Linked DNA regions of Mus musculus: region 2 is linked to region 1. Evidence: chromatin contacts called from public targeted proximity ligation data. All regions are on one chromosome and are shown on one strand. The core of a region is the stretch at or near the end of the contact, and the rest is flanking DNA. Distances in the headings are between cores, read along the strand shown.

Region 1 (7,107 bases), core at 2,992-5,491:
GGGAGAGGTTTAAGAAAGCACGGAAGGAGGGGAGGGGCTTCTGGGGAGGGTCTCCTGTTCCTACTCATCCCATTTCTCCCTTTATCAAACCCTTTGGGTAGACAATTACAAAACTAGGAAAGGATCCTGCTAACATCCCAGACTCGGATGCCCTGCCTGCCAATCAAAAAGGGTCAGCTGGTCTGGAGGCTTGGGACTCAGTCCAGAGACTTGAGAATCAGAGGGGAGGAGACAGACTATAATTCTCATCCATCTTACTTGCCAATTTGCCAGCCATCATAGTAGAAACTGAGCACTGGGTTAGGAGTCCACAAATAGGCCAATAGACAGGTCCCAGACTCTCCTCAACCTGTTTCTTGTCCTACCATGTCCTCTTCCCGCCACCCATGTTCCCTTGGCTTTTTCTCCTGCTCTGAATGCCAGCTCCTTCGGCCTCTGTCCCTAAAGCTCTCCTGTCCTACTCACACGTGTCCCACCTCTGACTGCCCCTGACACTGGGGCACAAATGAGGCTGTGGTTACAAGTGTCACACAGCTCTTCCTTCTCTTCAGGGACCTAGCCAAGACCTTATAGGGTGGCGATAATGGGATCCTTCATACCTCACATCTTCACCACCAAGGGGAGCTGGGTCAGGGGAACTGGCAATAGACTCTCCTTTCCCAAGTGCCCTCATTTCTTCAGAGAGATCTATACCAGGGTATCAGGCATCTGCATGAACTCTAACCAAACTAACTTTCCGGAAGAAACTGGATCTGCTTCTGACAGCCTCGGGAGCTCCTCCTTGGATGGCAAATAGCCATAGCCATGGGTGCTACGTTGGATAAAGAAAATTAGGCCAGGCGTGGTGGCGTATGCCTTTAATCCCAGCACTCGGGAGGCAGAGGGAGGCAGATTTCTGGGTTCGAGGCCATCCTGGTCTACAAAGTGAGTTCCAGGACAGCCAGGGCTACACAGAGAAACCCTGTCTCGAAAAACACAACACAACAAACAAGGAAGAAAGAAAGGAAGGAAGGAAGGAAGGAAGGAAGGAAGGAAGGAAGGAAGGAAGGAAGGAAGGAAGAAAATAAGGGGGCGAGGGATGAACATGAACACCTCGGGATGATGCAGGAGAGTCCACTGTAGGGCATTGCTCAGACCATCTGGCCTTGGGTGAGTCAGGACAGGGGAGCAGAAAGATCAGAAAGGAAACTTGAGCTGTAGCTACACAGGAAAGAATGGTGGATAAAACAGTGGGTGGAGTCTTGGGCTGGAGCATCAGACTTAAAAATCCAACTTCTCCACTCCAGATGGAGAAACTAAGGCCCATTTATCCAAGACTTCATCAGGGTCATTCAACCAATTGCAGAACCAGGAGCAGAACCAGGAGCAAGGACAGACCTGGTCCATGGTGGTTTCCCCTGTACCTGACAAGTTCTGGAGCCAGAGGTCAGTCCCTGGTGGGCTGCAGCTCTCACTCAAGCTACCTGATAACCTCACCTCTCAAATCCTTACCCCCACGTAAGGGAGGTTCCTGAGAGCCCCAGAGCCCCAGAAGGAGCCTTAACAAAAACAAAGCCTACGGTTGGGTCCCATGTTAATCTTACTCCCCACCTTTCATTCTGTCTGCCTGTGTAGTCTTATCCCACTCTAGATCTATATCCAGCCTCCTCCCTACCCAGAGCCCAGCCCAATGTACTAGCCCAGCTACTGGGTTGAGCCTGACCTTTTGGCTCCATATATGACATCAGCTCTTGTTGCCATGGTGATGGGGGGGGCAAAACTGAAGGAACTGAGGCTGAGAAAGGCAAAGGAGAATAGGGCAAGTATAGTCACAGAGTGGGAGGGGCCAGTACTGTCCAGCAAATAGAGGAAGGGCAGCCCAGCTGGTGGGAGATCCAAGAATTAGATCCCAAGAACCAAGCTGCAGATGACCCCTACAGCACAACCAAGGGTAGGGTGAGCCAGAACATGAGGACATCCGAAGATGCCAGGTGACCAGCTTCAGGGAGTAATGCTATTTCCTTCTGCAACAGGCACTTGTTCCCCAGACAAGAAGGACAGACACAACAGCTGGCCAGGGTCATCCTGACACAGAGTTGGGGCACTTGGGTGGGGGAGGTGCACCCACAGCGGTGGAACTTGGTGCTCCCGGGCTTATAAATAAATAGACATGTGGGAAACACACATTCTTTCTCCAAGAAATAAAATTTATGTTTACAAGGTTTTTTTTTTCTTCCTAAAGAAAACACTACCTTCTGGGGCTCCAGCCCCTGACAGTGTCCCTGAGTGTCCTCTGGCCCTCACCTCCTATTATTGCTTGGATCTGGCCCTGGGAATAGCAGAGCTTGTCTCCTCAGCCCTTCAGAGGCTGTCCCTGGTGACGGAGTAGAGGCACATGGTGCCTGTCCAGTGCCCCATGCCGTGCCAGCCACCCTGGCTGTGCCCATGTAAGGAAATGGAGAGTGCAGGCAGTACAGAGGCCCTGAGCAACCTCCTAGAGTGCAGAGCCCCTCTCTCTTGGGGCAGGAGGCCCTAGAGGCACAGTGGCATCTTCTCACACTTGATAACTGAGGGCACAGGCTGCAGGAGAGGAAAGATCTCTCTTTGCCCGGCAATAGTGCAGCACAGGCTGAGAGAAAAGATCCGGAGGAAAGATGGGTGGAGACCTTTCTCTTCTGTGTACCATACATACAGCTATCAGGGTGGAGAACTGGGGCCCCAGTCTATGTCTACTTCTGTCTTGGACATAGTCCCTATGCCCTGCCTCTGGCCAGAACTCCCCCGGCCCCACCCCCAACACACACACACACACACACACACACACACACACACACACACACACACACACACATGGAGAGTTTGCCCCATACAGTCTCCTAGGGTAGGCCTAGGCGATCCAAACCCCAAGTGAAAGTTATAGATGCCCTGACATCCAGAGTCAGAGTAGGGATGATTCTACGGATAAGTGATGGCCCTGGTTCCAGGTGAGAACCGGTTCATCTGTCGTGCCATCAGTGGCTCTATCCCAGACTTCTTGGTCTGAAAACTGCCCAGAGGTCAGCCCAGGGACTCTTTCTTACTGCCTAGTACTGTCTGAAGATGGCCTCAGGCCTGCCTGTGCCGGGCAGCTCATTCAATGATGCTCCTTCACTGCCCCAAGTAAGAGGCCCAGCAACACCGTATATCCAAACAACCACAACCTCGCAGAGTCCCTTCTTCCAGAGTAGCCAACCCATCACTCAGGGAAGAGGCTCAGGTGCCCAATCCTGGAGGAGCTTCCAAGGCTCGGAGGCTGTCCCTGGTGGGCCCCAGAGCCCTGGGTCCTGCGCCTCCTATGAGTAGGTCTTCTTCCTCCTCATCATCAAAGGCCCGGGTTGGACGCCGGGCTGGCTGCCGCGGAATGGGTTCGTCGCGCTCAGCCATGCGCTCGACGGCTCCCTCGCCCACTAGGAAAACGGTGTCTGCCACCCGCGGGGGTCCAGTGACTGGGTTGTGGTCGTAGGAGAAAACTCGGAGCGCACGAAGCGGGTGCAGGTCGGGGAAGCCGCCCAGGCGGTTGCGGTCGAGGTCTAGGATGTGCAGCCGGCCCATGCGCAACAGCGCGGGCGGGAACTCTTCGAAGCGATTGCCGTAGAGCCAGAGGCCACGCAAGCCGGTCATGCGCGGCAGCTCGGCGGGCAGCGCGCGCAGCCGGTTGTCGCCCATCTGCAGCGATTGCAGCGCCACCAGGCGCAACAACGGCCGCGGAAAGCGCCGCAGGAAGTTGCCTTCGATCCAGAGGCAGCGCAGGCTCTGCAGCTGCGCAAAGTCGGGTGGCAGCGCCAGCAGACGGTTGCCGCCCAGGTAGAGGCGCGTGAGGCGCGGTAGGCGACACAGGCCGTCGGGCAGGCGCTCCAGCTTGTTGAAGTCGAGCGCCAGGATGCGCAGCTCGCGCAGCTCCTCGATCTCCTCGGGAAGCTCGCGCAGCCCGGTGCCGCTCACATACAGCTTCTGCAAGCGGCTCAATGCGCACACGGCGCTAGGCAGCCGCCGCAACCGCCGCCCGCTCAGCTCCAGCTGCTGCTCGCCGCTGCGCAGCTGCTCCTCGGCGTCCGACGGCAGCTCGTCCGGCGTGGACTCTGCGATGCCCATGGTCACGGGCCCCGGCCCGGGACGCCGCTGCCACCACCCGGCATCGCCACGCCCTGGCCGCCCCGACGGGGCCCGGGCCGCTCCGGCCTCGGGGGCCCCCCGCCCCGGCCTGCCTGTGTGCCGGGAGGGGGGCCGTGCCGAGCCGAGAGGAGGCGCCCGCCTGGGCCCCGCCGCCCCGCACCGCGTTCGGCCACCCGCCCTTCGGCCTCCCCCGCTGCCTCCGCCGGAGGCCGACTGGCTGGAGTTCGAGCTGACTTGCAGCTTAGCGACCCGTCGCCCTGGCAACCCCCGACGCGCGTGCGGCTGCCAATAGGCAAAGGGAGGGCGGGGTGGGGCGGGGCCAAGGAGGACCGTGAGAAGGGTCCTGAAGCTGAAGCTGGTCCCTGGATAGCTAGCCTATCCGTGAGCCAGCCTGAGCCCAGGCGGCGGCTGAGCGCAAACCCGGCACAGGGCTAGTTAGCGCTGAGCCCCGACGTCCGACGCTGTCTAAACTTGCCGCAGCAGGCCATTTGGTTGGTGTAGCTGTGTGTGCTTCAGGGAAAATGGGTCCAGAAGGAAGAAACCTGGGACTGAAAAAAGGGAGGAGGGATACTGGAGTAGTACCTGAAGGCGAAGTCACTTACTTTACCCCTCCACCCCCGACGTCCAGCGGCGTGCGGCCAGTCTCCCAGTTGGGGTCACTTCAGGATAGTAACTCGGAACAATGTTATGTTCTGGTCTTTTTTAGATCTGAGGATTTGTGGGACTATGCTTGGCTCCGCCCTCCCCGGATTCCGCCCATTGCTGGTGCTCTAGCACCCGCTCATACCCAAGCCCCTCCGAGAACACCCAAGGTCTATGTGTGGCCATGGTGGGCAGAGGACTGGGACAAGCGCCTACCTTTGAGTGGCACCGACAACAATCATCTTGGTTCTATGACTCGGCTGCTCTCACTAGCCTCCTCCCTTTTCTCTCTGCCAGAGCTCCACGTGTCTGTCACTTTGCCAAAAGCTACTTCCCATACTTTAAAAAAGAGGCATTGAGCAAGGCTCAAAGACATTAAGCTTTGGTTGACCAGAAAAGCTGGCGTTTGAAGCCAGGCAGTGTGACTCAAGAACCCAACTCCTAAGCATACACCTTCCCAGTAAAAGAAAACACAGCATTCCACCCACCCCTCCAGCGAGTTTTTCCTCAACAGAGTCTCTGACTCACAATGCAAAAACTAAGAAAGGAATTATTAATCCCACAGAAATGAGGAGGAAAGCGGCCTCCTGAGATTAGAAAAACCTGCTTGAGGGTTATACAAGGGACAAGAGGTTGTACCGTGAGCGCTCAGTCAACAGACCACTTTCTCCTCCCTGCCCCACTCCCACCTTCTCTAGGACCTAGCTGTCAGAACTTAGTGTCCTCCAATCCATCCATACTGCCATGGAAGTTTGAAATTAGGACAGTGGAAGGAGGACACATTGGTTTACCTCTATAATCCCAGCTGATCAGCCAGCCTGGAGAAACAACACAGCAAAAGCCCAGGGGTGTGGCTCCTGCCTGTAATTCCAGATCTTTCCCGGCAGAAACAAGAGGATTTCTGCAAGTTCAAAGTCATCCTAAGCTATAGAGTGGCTTAAGGCTAATGAGATATAGAGCAAGACCTTGTCTCAGAATGGGGAGTGGGCAATAAAAGGGGGGCGTAGAGTGTTCACATCTATTAGCCCAGCTATGTTAACCAGACTGGCAGCATAGTAAGAACCTATCTGAAAACAGGAAATAGTGATAAATAGACAGAAAGGAAGGAAGGAAGGGCTGGGAATGTCAGTGCAATTGTGTGTATTTTTGACAAATGTGTGTACCTTTGCTGTCACAGTTGGGTTTTTTTTCCCCTTTCTTTTTTTTTTTTTTGTACCTTTGTTTGTTAGTTACAGAGTTTCATATAACTCAAACTCTCCTCCAACTCAATAGATGGCCAAATTTCTGGTCTTCCCACCTCCTTAGTGCTGGAATTACAGGTGTGCATCACCATGTCCTGATCGTATGGTGCTGGTGATCAAACCCAGCACGTGCTAGGCAAGCACGGTAATAACTGAGCTATACCCCAGCCCTCGTGCTCCATTCCTACGACTCAGAAGTCCCTTCACACCTCTTCCCTCTCCCAGAGGCCACTTTGATCATGACCTCTATTATCAGGGGTCAACTTTGCTTGCTCTTGAATTTCCTAGGGATGACGCCACCCAGCAGGTTCTTTTTCACTCCTGGCTTCTCCTTTTCTGATCTTTAAAAGATATTTGTTAGCAGAACAATAGCAGCGGTCTTCAAGGAAGAGGTTTCTTGGGGTGAGATGATAACAGAACAGCCATGGAGCTCCACCCTGGGGAAACTAACAAAATGATGTGGTGACCCCAGCCAAGGTAAGGGTCAAGCCAGAAAAAGTCAAACCCAGACATCAGTTCCCAGATGGATGGATTCTCAGCCCCAGCTAGACAGCGTTCAAGGTCCTCAAGTACTCAGACCTTGTTAAGTCCCAGCCCAACACTCTTCTCACATGGGAGGATCGCGTGAAGGAGGTGGGCATTCAGATACTAGGAATCCAGGGCAAACCCAGCCAGGCATGAATATCCCCCAACCCCCATATCCCTTCAGCGCTTTTACCAAGGGACATTCGATGTGGAGGAGGGAATACAGTCAACCCACCCTCACCACATGCTCAGGCTGGCACTGCAGCACCAGGCAGCCCTCCTGGACTTGTAGGCATCCAAGCGGCCCTATGTGTGCCTCTGCTCGGGTACCAGCCAGGCACTGCTCCTGGGACTGGGAACGTGGAGGCCAGCCCTCTGCCTCCTCTGGGTCTTTTTCATGTTCTGGGTAGATCCTGTACCTTTACCTCCCACCAGGCCCTTCTCAGTGGGTAAAGGTAAAATGTGCTGCGCTCAAGGCCCACGCAGATCGGCAGTGAAGCAATCATCTCAATGAGTCATGCTGGCGCTGTGAGCGCCTGATCCCTGTTGAGTTGTCGCTAATGAATTA
Region 2 (7,010 bases), core at 3,354-5,853, 590 kb after region 1:
ATTTCCCCTTTCCAGGGAGGTCCACACAACCTCTAAAGAGCCCTCCTTGCTACGTAGCCTCTCTGGGTCTGTGAATTGTAGCTTGATTATCATTTAATTAACAGCTAATAGTCACTAATAAGTGAAGGCATACTGTTGGTATTCTGTCTGGACTCCACCCCCACAGTTACCTGGCAACAGCCAGGTAGGCCTGACCCACTATAAAAGGGGCTGCTTGCCCTCTCTCTCCCTTGCCTCTTGCCCCCTTACTTGGTCATGGCCGGCCTCTTCTTCTCTACTCTCTCCCTCTCTCTGCCTTTCTCTGCCTCTACTACCCTCTTTACTCCCCTCCCCATGCCCTGAATAAACTCTATTCTATACTGTACCCTTGTGTGGCTGGTCCCTCCGGGGGAAGGGATACCTTGGCATGGGCCCGACAAGGCACCTCCTTCCCCCATACCTCACCACACCCCCATAGGACATATTCTTATATCTCTTTATCTTTTTATACTTACAACACATACCATATTTGTCTTTTTGGGTCTGGATCACCTTCCTCAGGACATCTTTTTTAAAAAAATTATTTATTTTTTTCTAGTTCCATCCATCTGCCTGCAAATTTCATGTCCTTGTAAAAAACAGCTGAGTAAAATACTCCACTGTATAAAAGTAGCCCATTTTCTTTATTTAGAGAAAGATCTGTGTGATCCACTCAGAAGGGGTAGGTAGGGGAAGGAGCCTTCAGCAGGTGGTCTGCTACAGAACTAGAGATAAGACCTGGGAATTGATTTGGAAGGAGCTGAGGGAGGGGTGAAGACCTGCCTGCTTCCCTGGCTGCAGTTACATCCTGTTTTCTTCATGACAAGATAAAAATTTCTGCTGAAGAAAGTTCTTTTTGTTCATTTGTTTACAGCAGTTTCCCTTTCCCTTCATGTTCTCCCACCATGCTCCCACCCAACTTAAACTATCCTATAAAAATCTAAACTCTCAAGCCCAGTATGGCAGAACATCCTTTAAGTCAGGAGGCAGAGGCCGTCAGATCTCAGAGTTCGAAGTCAGCCGAGTCTACAAAGCAAGTTCCAAGGCAGCCAGGGCTGTTACACAGAGAAATCCTGTCACAAAACAAAACAAAACAAAACAAAACAAAACAAAACAAAACAAAACAAAACAAAACAAAACAAAACAAAACAAAACGGAGCAAATCAAAACAACCCCCATAAACTGCTCTCCCTTCTCCTGGAGATAGTTCTGCAGTTCACACTTTTGTTCTTTATCTTCTGTGCTGCTTCAGTGGTCCTGCTGTCTCATAAACTTTATAAGGACAGCATTTAACTGTTCCCTTGGATCATTTCTCTCCCTAGAGCCCTTCCAAATGCTGGGCTCCTTATTAAAAGGAAGATCCTATTGGCAGCCTTAAATGACACAGTGATATGTTGCCCCCTTAACCAGCCTGGCTCTTTATTTGCCCTATCCCTCACTTGTACCAACACCAGACAGAATAAGCCACATGCATCAGTGTGTCCCTTCTTTCTCTCCCTCATGCTGTGGCGTGTAAGGGGAAATTGCCTACATGGTATCTCTGTGGAAGCCAAAAGTGTCTGTAAGTCAAGGACTGCATCACAACACCCACCATCCCCCACTTCTCTTCTATGAGTAGAGCCTCACACATATCAAGTGCACAATCGAAATTTATTATGTGACTGAATGATAACAAGTAAAAGTGGATGACTTGGGAGTTTTTCTATCTCACAAGTTCACAAGCAGAAAAACAAGCACATGGTATGTATATTAAACCATGCTCATGGATGTTGACCACACAGTGCTTGGTTCCCATCTTAAATTTCCATTTTCTCAGCAGAGAGAAAGAATTTTGTGGTATTTGGGTTCAATCAAGTCCTAATAGAGGCAAGGCAAGTGTCTACTTCTGAGCTCCACGTATACCACTGAATACACTCTGTGAAAGATAGCTCCCTCAGTCTTCTAGGGAAGGAAGAAGCAGATGATGCACATCTAGAAGGAAGAGGACTTATTTTGGTCTCTAGTTTTGCTTCTTTAAAGACTGGATCTCTCCTGAACGACCCAGTGGGTGGCTTTTTCCACTTGAGGTTTCCAGTGTGTTTGTCATGACGACCTGGGTCTGGTATATATGTACCTAGGGAATATAGAGACAGCAAGGCTTAGTAATAAGGATGCAAAAAAGATGTGCAAACCTGTAGGATTCAGACACTGTGCGATTCCTCCTTACTCTAGGCAGGAAGCCAAAAACAGGAAGTCCCTTCTAGAGACCTACCCTCTTAGCAAACATATTTCCACCCACCAGAGAGCCCCAGCACTCACATCATTGGCTTGATGGCAGAAGACTTTAACGACGTTCTTAGAAGACTTATACGCCAGGTATTGTTGCATCAGGCAGATGATGAGCACACCACCAAAGATAAATATCAGAGGGATCTGGAAGCAGATCAGATGAATAGGACGTGAATACTGACCTGAAATGTCTGAGTTTGAACTGTGGCTTTGCAATAGACCATGTTTATGGCTTTGGTAATTCTCCCATTCTCTCTCAAGTTCATGGGTAAAAAGTCTCTCTGAGTCTTTGGGAGTCTCCAGGGTAGATGAAAAAGAATGGTTACTTTACTCCCTTTCAGCCAGTGCCTCAGGAAAGAAGAACCATTGCTGAGGTAAGCTCCTTGGTATTTCCTCAGAGAGAGGCAGGAAGCCTTAAGGGTGTGTTTTGTACTGGGAGAAGGAAAAGGCTGGGAGCCTGTTACCTTCCAGAAAGAGACTGCCCACAGTCTGACTACTTTGCAGAAGGGTCTGGAGCTGAGGCAGTGAAGGTGAGTAAGACCACAACTTGATTAGGAAAAACACCCATGGAAGGAGTTACAGAGACAAAGTTTGGAGCTGAGACAAAAGGATGGACCATCTAGAGACTGCCATACCCGGGGATCCATCCCATAATCAGCTTCCAAATGTTGACACCATTGTACACACTAGCAAGATTTTGCTGAAAGGACCCAGATGTAGCTGTCTCTTGTGAGGCTATGCCGGGGCCTAGCAAACACAGAAGTGGATGCTCACAGTCAGCTATTGGATGGATCACAGGGCTCCCAATGGAGGAGCTAGAGAAAGTACCCAAGGAGCTAAAGAGGTCTGCAACCCTATAGGTGGAACAACAATATGAACTAACCAGTACCCCCCCCCGGAGCTCATGTCTCTAGCTGCATATGCATCAGAAGATGGCCTAGTCGGCCATCAGTAGAAAGAGAGGCCCATTGGTCTTGCAAACTTCATATGCCTCAGTGCAGGGGAACGCCAGGGCCAAGAAGAGGGAGTGGGTGGGTAGGGGAGTGTGGGGGGGAGGGTATGGGGGACTTTTGGAATAGCATTGGAAGTGTAAATGAAGAAAATACCTAATTAAAATAAAATAAAAATTAAAAAAAAAAAAAAGAAATTCTTCGCTTTGCATACCTCTGGCTCTTTATTTAAACTCCATGTTAGAAACTGAGTGATAAGCCCAGGTGGGGCCAAGTCACTGGACCCCTTTGCTCTGCTTCTCAATGAAGTCACAATGAATTCATTTTTTTCTACCTTCCACTCTTATTTGTTTAGTTGGCCCATTAAGGACTGGGTAGATGAATCTGGATTGCTTGAGCCTGGACTCTGACCCTGACAATTCTAGGTGCAGTCTGGAGCAAAACAGAGAGGCTCCTCTGGGTAAGAGTAGGATGTGAGGTCATGGACAAGAACAGTCAGAAAAGTGAGATGGTTAAAGGCTAGAGGGGGAAGGCAAAGCTAACATGGAGAGAGCAGGGCCTGTATCAAATGTTTTTTTCTAGGGCAGAGGAAGATTCTAACTACATACAGGGTGCCTCATCTTCAGAAGAGGGTACAGACTCCTGCCATTGTTCTGAGCTTTTAGAGAAAGCTAGATCATTAAAAAGTCTGCTGGGCTGGAACAGAGCTATTTTAAAAGGGGAAGGAATTAAGGCCTCTGCACGTTGAGAAAAAGTCAGTGAAGTGATCCACAACTGAGGAGAAAATCAGAAAGAACTTACACAGGAGGACCCAGGAGAAACTTACGCTTAAGTCCTTTGCTTTGTCCTTTCCAGATATTTCCGTGTGCGTGTGTGTGTGTGTGTGTGTGTGTGTGTGTGTGTGTGTGTATTTCCCGCAGCGCCTGGCTGGCCCTTCATATGCCTACCTAGTGCTGTCTCCTCTCTACATCCCAGGCTTAGAATTGAGTTCTGTGGTGTCAGACAGGAGATACCCACCCCACAAGAACTATATCTTCCTGGAAAAACAGACTTAGAAATAATAACAAACTAAATGCAAGCTTTCAAAGACAGAAGGTGACACTCATTCTCTCCAGTAAGCTGGGATGAGGCCTTCCATGGGCCTTCTTACCCACTATAGATTTCCCCTTACAGATCAAGAGGTACTTACGGGAGACATCTTGCAGCTCAGGTTGTCTGCTAGACTCCTGCTGATCTTCTCTTTGGTTTTTTATATAAAGTTTGAGAATGTCAGTTTCACTTTCCCTTTGAATTGCTTTGGGGCACTATTTGCTAAACAGGAGTGGACTGAAAAACCCCGAGTCTGAGAGAAGTTTACACAATTAGTTGGCCTATCCCACAAACAAACAGGAAGATCTGCAAACACAGCCCAAGAGCCTTTTCCCACTTGGGAAATTCCTTGCTTGGAACACAGTACAGTGTTGCCTGAGACAACTGCTTCATCCTTGGCTATGGAAATAAGCAGACATAATATGATATTTCAATGATTTAAAGCAAATGCTGATTTTTTTTTTTTTTTTTTTTTGGTAAGAGTAACACAAGTACATGGGTCAGTGGATATTCTTCAGGGCTCTCTAGGATGTGGTTTCAGGCAGGACACAGGATTACACTCAAGCGTGTATCTCCTGTGTTTGCATTTTCATCGTGGGTTGTAGGTTAAAGAATTAGCAGATGTGAATACAAGGAGAGTTCACTATTATACTGCCAGAAGCCAGAGGCTAGGAGAAGCCTGGAGGAGACTCTCCTCCCAGTCCTCCTGAAGGATGGAGCCTTGCTGACACCCTGAACTCAGACTTCCTGCCTCCAGAACCAAGGGACAATAGGTTTAATGAGCTCTCCTGTTGGTGCCACCTTGTTATCGTTGCTAAAAAGCCCATAGAGTGTCTGTGAAAGATCTTGTGTAGTGACAGGGAAGCAGTCACTGCTGGCACAGCCAGCTGACTGGTCAGATTGGGAGTAATAGAGGTGACATGGAAATATAAGGAAGAGGAGGCAATCCCCAGCAGAGACAGAAGGCCCCGCTCTCCATAGGGTGTGGTCCTTTGAGTGAGACCCCCCCACCTCATAAATTAAAAGCTTGGTTCCTGGTTGGGAACTGTTTGGGAAGAATTAGGGGGTGTAGCTTTGCTGGAGGAGGTGTGTCCCACTGTGCACATTCTCTCTCTTATTCCCTCTCTCCCTTCCCCCGATCCCCTCTCTTCTTCCTCCGCAGGAAGTACACTCTTAACTACCGCTCCAGTGCCATGCCGGCCTGCTTGATGCCCTGCTTCCCATTATGATGATTGCAGACTGTAACTCTCTGAAACTGTGGGCCTCCAAATTAATTAATTAATAAATAAGTTAATTAATTAAAATCAGTGGCCTTGGTCATATGTCTCTTCAGAGCAATAAAAAACAAAACAAAACACAACAATGAAGATAGGTGGAGGTTATCAAGTTGACTGGCAGGTCAAGAGAGCTGTCACTCAACATTGATCTTGGTCCCTTGCCTCTGAGGAGGAGGAGTGAAGGGCTTTTAGACTGGGTTGTGAGGCTCCAGAATGGAGACCCATTCTCTGTGTCCTAGGGCTCTGAGAGGGTGAGTGTATTCTAACTCAAGGAACTCGGGACATCTTTGCACTTGGAGGAAATCAACTAAAGACTCTGAAAGAGCTTATAAGGATTCCGTTTTTTGATATTTACCACTGAATAAATGAAAGCAGAGATGACTAAGATGTATTTGTTAGTTGTTAGGCTAAAGCTATACATTTCATGTCAGCAGAAATAAGCATCTTTAGTGAAAAAAAAAAACCCTATTTTCCAAAATAAAAATTTAGTAAGAAGAGAATTAGTTTTTAGCAGTTGTGAGGGTGGGGAGGCGAAATATTTTTGCCTCCCCCAACACTAGGTTCACAAGTGAAGCCAGTGTAAAAAAAGACAGAACAAGAGAAAAGTATGCATATCTATACACTGTGATCTCCCCTCCCCTCTCTTTTATTTAAAAGAAAAATTTTGGAAGTACTTTGATTAAAAGACATTATTGCAAGCGTCACTGAAGAGCATTGTATTCTGTTTTAAATTTATTTTATTTTTCATACATGAATACTATATTTATATCATTTCTACCTTGTGCCCTCCAATTCCTTTGAAGTTCCCCACACTCCCTCTCAGGTTCATGACCCTGTTCTCTATAATTGTTACTCTCCTATGTAAGTAAATGTGGGTATTTCTGTGCTTGATTTATTGAAAATGTGAATAGTCATGAACTGGACTTAAAAAAAATTGATCTGGAGGCTGGAGAGATGGCTCAGTGGATAAAGGGTTTGGCTCCTCTTCCAGACTACCTGGGTTCAATTCCTAGCACCCACATGGTGACTCATAACCTGCTGGGGTCTAGCCTCTACACAGGATCAGGGGTCTCAGCTGGAAGCAGGGATATCTGGAAGGTGCATAATGAACACACAGGTAACATTTTCGGGTACAACCTAATGAGCAAGTCTCAAAGCTTGATCTCTCTGTCTCTGTCTCTCTCTCTCTCTTTCTCTCTCTCTCTCACATACTGCACTCTCCACTCTTCACACTCCCACACACCTCACACCTCTAATTTGCCCCAGTCTTTTATTGTTACTCCAAAAAGCAGGTAGAGAGACATTGTATAATCATTACCAGATGTATGAAGTTCAAAAGAATGACCACATCTCACAAAGAATTAAGAATTATGATTGTTCCTCAAAGTTCGAAGCTTTCCCTATTCTC

What was found.
Region 2: a contact with region 1 is called in a targeted proximity ligation map of bone marrow-derived macrophages, with 4 times the contacts expected there. A contact is called at or near these places in 2 of 130 datasets of targeted methods (bone marrow-derived macrophages and pancreatic cancer cells).

Annotation. Positions count from the first base shown.
Region 1 is chr19:10,453,206-10,460,312 of GRCm38.p6, forward strand. Lrrc10b (leucine rich repeat containing 10B) reads right to left here and starts at 4,242. Exons shown (of 1, transcript NM_001111140.2): 1 at 2,166-4,242. The coding sequence starts at 4,110. The coding sequence ends at 3,232.
Region 2 is chr19:11,045,963-11,052,972 of GRCm38.p6, forward strand. AW112010 (expressed sequence AW112010) reads right to left here and starts at 4,604. Exons shown (of 3, transcript NR_102366.1): 1 at 4,426-4,604; 2 at 2,317-2,430; 3 at 1,650-2,131.